Regions from separate parts of the Zea mays genome. Here region 1 is linked to region 2. A link is a contact called in public Hi-C data. All regions are on one chromosome and are shown on one strand. Each heading gives the region's core, a stretch centred on a gene start, on an enhancer-like site or on the middle of the called end of the contact. The rest is flanking DNA. Distances are from core to core; before and after follow the strand shown. Region 1 holds the start of LOC103652737. Region 2 holds the start of LOC100501975.

Evidence for each region. Hi-C and Micro-C count contacts between places; a contact is called where the count stands out from the background.
Region 1: a contact with region 2 is called in a Hi-C map of leaf mesophyll, with 4 times the contacts expected there. The contact joins the promoter of LOC103652737 here to the promoter of LOC100501975 in region 2. A contact is called at or near these places in 11 of 25 Hi-C or Micro-C datasets (bundle sheath, ear, endosperm and 4 more).

What each region holds. Positions count from the first base shown.
Region 1 is chr4:4,861,750-4,864,783 of Zm-B73-REFERENCE-NAM-5.0, reverse strand. LOC103652737 reads left to right here and starts at 1,678. Exons shown (of 2, transcript XM_008679696.2): 1 at 1,678-1,856; 2 at 1,969-2,285. The coding sequence starts at 1,778. The coding sequence ends at 2,192. LOC100191816 (S-alkyl-thiohydroximate lyase SUR1) reads right to left here and starts at 331. Exons shown (of 8, transcript NM_001399081.1): 1 at 73-331. The coding sequence starts at 96.
Region 2 is chr4:4,731,744-4,734,742 of Zm-B73-REFERENCE-NAM-5.0, reverse strand. LOC100501975 reads right to left here and starts at 1,407. Exons shown (of 17, transcript NM_001363201.1): 1 at 1,206-1,407; 2 at 1-98. The coding sequence starts at 98. LOC100274279 (sodium/hydrogen exchanger) reads right to left here. Exons shown (of 13, transcript NM_001148643.2): 13 at 2,643-2,999. The coding sequence ends at 2,841. It overlaps TRNAN-GUU (transfer RNA asparagine (anticodon GUU)), which reads left to right and starts at 1,539; the gene lies at 1,539-1,612.

The DNA.
Region 1 (3,034 bases), core at 429-2,928, 130 kb before region 2:
GCAGTGGTGGCGCATGTGATGATCCCATCCCATTTGCGTGCATGCGTCGCGTGCTGGTGGTGCGTGCCTTACCTGATGATGGGCAGTGGGAGCCATGCATGCATGAGACTATGAGAGAGAGTGAAGGAAGACCGAGCAGAGAGATTTCGGTAGGCTGTCCTGTCCCCAACTCCGAGAGAGAAGCATGTGGGGCGTACTTGTACTGCTTGCCCGGCGACGGTTGTGGTCCAACGAGACGACGAGACATGCGTGACCCGGGAAACTCGTCCGCTTGTTCGCTAGCGTCGATCGTCAGGACGTGCGGCCAGGGCGCCAGGCCATGGGATGAGAGAGAGAGAGAGAGAGAGAGAGAGAGAGCCGTGCAAGCTGCCAAGCAAGGGGCACGTACATGTCGTGTCAGCAGATAGAGCTCACAAAGCTTGCGGGACTACGCCAGCTAACCTAGCGAGCGAGAGTCCTGCAGCTCCAGTTGTCTGATTGTGACCACACATTCTATTCATTCTAGCCCTTGTCTTGCATCCACACAACGAGAGATGGAGAGTCGTTACATTTGGAACAATTCACACCGCGCGCGTACTTGTTCGGCTTTGTCATCTTGGATCTAAACTTGTTCCGCTTTGGTCCTGCTGAGGAATTCACAACGCTTTGTTCGACGCAAACTCGGTCTCGGCGGCGTGCTCGATTCAGGCATTCAGGCACGAGGAAGAAGACGGGGCTGCCAACAGGGGCCCACCCGTCGGCGGCCAAATACGAGTGATCGCGCGCGCGAACCCGAAGTCCCGAAGTGATGGGCGACTCCTAGCATTACGCTTACGCCTTCACTCCTTCAGCTGGTTGGTTGGTTTCGGGTGGATCCAGTAAACGAGCGCGGACTGGACTGTGGCCGGCTCGGCCCGTTCGCGTGGCGGCGAGGGCAGCCGGGGGCCGTGTAAACGGATGTTAGCCCACGAACAAAATACAAAAAAAATAGAAATCTTTTGTATTTCCAGAAGAAGAAAAAAAAGAGAATTCAAATCCAATTTTAAAATCCCAATTTCAAATCTGAATCCACACAGAATAAATATAGTGCTCCGGCTTCCAGTACACAAACATGATATTTTTTTTTTACATTTGCCCATGCATGTATTTATTTTTTTGGAAATAACTTAAGTTCCTAATACATATTAAAAGCACTTTAATTCAAATAAATCTTTCGGGAAATTCTATTTAGATTCCGAAAAAAATAGAAATCTGGGTGTTACAACAATAGGGCATCCCGGAGAGGTTTCAAACCAAAAGGTTGAGTACTTACCGAACGTACGTGTCCGACATGGCATTGTACATGACATGATACAAGGAAGTCGGATAGGCCTACAAATTAAGTGTACATTCGAGTGGCGGTACACTTGCCGGACGTATCCAGTGAGACACCAGACAAAAGCACCAGTTAAATATTATAGTAATGACTAGTTTTTGGCAACCATTCATTATCACCACAATTACAGACATTAATTGTTAAAGATATATTTGGCAACCAAGCATTAATCGCTAAGAATTACGCCAGAAACCGAGCAAGAGAATAAATAGTGGCGAAATCTATATACTAGCAGCGCCAGACTGCCAGTAGTGCAGACAATAAACTGCATCTATATGCTGCCATATATATGCATCCTTCGTCTTCGTGTGTGTATATATATAGAGCAGCATACAACAACGAACCATAGCAGAAGACCATCCATCCCCTCTGATCTTACCGCTTCCATCGATTTCCACAGATCTTGAGCACCAGAGTTTCGGTATGGTGACAGCAATTACCACACGCAAGATTATTATTCTCATGGTTGCGACAGTAGCCATGGTCGCTCTCTTCCCCGCCGGTGAGCTCGATCCCATCCCTCTGTCTATTGTTCGTTTACACCTTTCATCAGAAGCGTGGTGGTACGATACGAGCGAGAGAAGTGTTGTTTGATGGCGACATGGGTTTTGCAGGGACGACGGCGGTGAAGTACGGTATGTGCCAGACGCAGTGCCAGGAGATCCAGCCCAACTGCGACGCATGGTGCAAGAGGATAGGCTACCCCAAGGGCGGCGAGTGCATAGCGCCACACTACCACAACTGCTGCTGCTGGCTGGTACCACCGTCGTCCGACTCCGATAAACAACTGAATGGAACGGCGGCGGGGTCGTTTCACAACCGCACGTTACATGTATGACGACTTTAATTTGTTTGTCGTTGTTGGTTAGTGATTGGATGGTTTTCTGAAATAAAGAGTATATGCGAGATGTTCGGTATTGAATTTTGGGTGCCAATCACTTTGTACCCTGACAATCAAATTCCGTGTGATTGGATGCCTCCTTGCGCGCAGACAGAGCAAGCTTGGCCGCCCAAATACTACGGGTGCAGCCAAATAAGTCTAGGCTGTACCAGTGCATGCACGTCTAGTCTTCTGAGTGCAAGGTACTAAATATGGACTGAGGTCAATACATACGGAGAGTCTGGCTCTCTTGATGCGGGTAACCATACACACGCATAATGACCGGAAACAACCCTGTCAGTCCGATATAAATTATGAGGATATAGGTCGAATCCCACAGCGTGCGGAGCAGCTCGTCCGCCTCGTCACATTAGCGTGCTTACAGAAGATGACCGAGATGAAGAGATCAGTCTCGACAATGCCACAAATAGGGATGAAAGTAGATATCTGGATTATTTTACAAAATTAATATTTTAAAATAGTTATAGGAATAAATGGTATCGGAGCCACCTAAGAACCTTAGATCTCCTAATTCGAGCATTAAGAGATCAAGTAAAATGTCTTGGGTCACAAGTGATTAAGCTCAGAATGTCTTCATTGCTTAAACCTTCCTAGAAAGATAAGTACATAGAAGGAAAAATGGTTTCGAGTTACGGTTTCTAACCCTAGGTCATCAATCTAACCGAAAACGACACAGAGTGTCTCGGTTTTAGAACAATGAACCAAAAGAACACAAGTCAGTAGTCTAGGGTTAGGGTTTCCTAACCCTAATCCCAAAAAGTAGTCGCATATTGGGCTCA
Region 2 (2,999 bases), core at 158-2,657:
GACTGCAAAACAAAGTTGTCTGACTCCTTCAGCATCTCATTAAGTTCTTTAGAGCTTAACCCACTAAGCTCTTCAACAGCAGACACCATGTCTATCATCTGAACCCAGAACAACAGGGAAACTATTGTGATCCAGCAAGACCATGAGACTTCTATGGTGAAAGATCCTACTTATGCTAATCTTCCAGAAGTTAGAAGTAGAACAAATATTTTTTTGTGCAGTAGTCAAGAAGTGGGAAAACAAGGTCATGAGACTTCTATTCTATGGCTTGCAAATGAATGTGCTTGGCACATCAAGCAATATGTATATATGATAGTTGAAAAATATCTATTAGAATCGAGTAATTTCCTAGTGTATGTTGATGAAGCCCAGTTTTTTTTCTCGAACACGCAGGAGAGCTGCACATCATTATATTAAGAAGAAGAAAACAACAAAAGTTTAAGCCCAAAGATGAACCAAATACAACACCTCCTCATGGAGACCAGTAGCAGGCATACAGAAATAGTATCTTTAGTAGCACAGTCCAATAAACTTTTCATTATCACTCAGCCTCCATACCCTATATAAAATGGGGAGTTTAAACTACCTATAAAAAAATACTAGCTTGAATTCAGAGTTACAATATTATATTAGGGAACAGATATTTCCAAGGAAATATGCATGAACAAGCTCTGCGTGAGCAGTGCTGCTTAGCTGAATGAGGAAATTTGCATGAACCGGTTGTCCATACTCAAATCACTTCCATACAAAGGTTATGCATACCAGCCCAAAGAATATGACGAGTGGGGGGCCCATGGCAGACCCACTGACAAGTGACAAGTTCGTATAGACTTCGTGTATAGTGGATTAAAAGACCCTAAAAGAGTAAAAAGTCACAGTACTATATAATTTATTATCTGTAAAATTTAACTCCTTCCCACTGTTCTTGGCATCTGCCGTTGTAGGTGGGAAAAATGGGAGCGGCAGTGGATTCGTAAAAGCGATTCCAGTAAAAGAAAAGGCAAAAACAAATGAAAAACAAAGGTGCTCTTTTTAGCCCAAATTATACAGGGCAACTGTGAGCATCAGGCTACGATGTAGCTGCGCATCAAATCCAGCTCAGAAAAACCTAACCCGGGGAAGCAAGCTGCAGCTAGCAAGTACGTGGTGGGTCATGGGGTGGGGGGCGGGAGACTCGGGCCGCGGTGGGGGAGGAGGATGCTGACCTTCACTCCTTCAGCCGGCGTAGCGATGACGCAGCGGAGCCCGAGGTCGGCGGATCTCCGTCCGTCCGCTCCGCACCAGCCGAGCCGCGGCGAGGATGGGGGCGGCGGCAGAGGATGGGGACGAGAGGGATGGGAAAGAGGTTGTGGCAGTCGGCGGCGGCGGTGACAGGAAAGCGAGGACGGAAGCGGCACGGCCGGCGTCGGGAGGTCTGCAACCTGAGACTGAGTTTTTCTTTTGTATTTGTTTCTACGTACAGTCTTATACTCGACCGAGTTGTTGCTATTATTTACCATTTTATAAACAGTACTAAATTAGAATTATATATATCAAATGCTGGAATAGCTCAGTTGGTTAGAGCGTGTGGCTGTTAACCACAAGGTCGGAGGTTCAAGCCCTCCTTCTAGCGTGTATAATTTTTTTCTTTTCCAATGTATTTTATTTATCATAATTTTATCTTTTATAATTTTAGCCCTCTTTCTAGCGTGTAACTTTTTTATATGCATTTTGATTAAAACATATTATCATAATTTTATCTTTTCTAATGCATTTTGATTTTAGCACTAAAACATCTTTATCAGAGTGTCAATGCATTTTGATTATAACATATTTATCATAATTTTATCTTTTCTAATTTTAGCCCTCCTTCTAGCGTGTAACTTTTTTATATGCATTTTGATTAAAACATATTATCATAATTTTATCTTTTCTAATGCATTTTGATTTTAGCACTAAAACATCTTTATCAGAGTGTTGTTGTACAAAAATAGACCCGCTATATCACGGTCAAGAGGTTCACGCCCTGCTTCTAGCATGTAATGTTTTTTTCTATAAAAATCAATACAAAAAGGATCTTAGCATTATAAGATAGTGTATTTTGATTTTAGCCCTGAAACATCTTTATCATTGTTTTATAAGACCGACGTGCTCATCTCTCAACCTAAGAGATAACCCTAAGTCGGTAACCTTTTCTTTTAGCAACGCCAACCCTTAAACCATACACGAACTATAAGAGCCGGCTCTATCCAGTGGACTTCTAAAAAAAATACACATTATTAGTATCAGTATTTTATCAATTCTATTAAATTATAGACTAAAATATTAAAATCTATCCGGACTAGGATATCACATCCTAGGTGTTTGAGGAGGCCAATGCCAATGCAGTTTGAACTAAAACATTGCATCAGTCATCAACTATTTCCTCTTCATAAGATTCTTCCGCGAGTGTGCAATTCACACTAAAATGGATTGATAATTTATATACTCCCGTTACAAAATATTAGTCGTTTTATTATTTTGTTAGATTCATACAATACTTAATATATATATTTTATACATAAAATTGGAAATCTAAAACGACTAATATTATTTTAGAACGGATGAGTATTTATTAAGTTGGAGACGATACATATATAGTGATCCGATGTACAGAGTATTTTATAAATACGAACTCATTGATAGCGACGAGATATCAATATGCACAGCCGTTTGGTCGCTGGTCAGTTAACTAGCCTACATCAACATGTACATGCTACCAAGTTGAATCTACAAACCTAGATTTACACCAAATATTATAACCATAAGCGAAGCCAATTTACAAAACTTCTGCTGAATTAAAGCCCCTCGATACGCTGGTTTCAGTTCTCATTGCCAGGAAGCAATGGCAAGCTGCTCTCAGTGGGTGAACCAGGGACGAAGGGAACGAAGCCACGGCCACCAAACACCGGCCGCATGAAACTGTCATCGAACTTGCGCCAGTAATGGTGGACGGACCGTGCCGGGCTTACTAGGAGAAA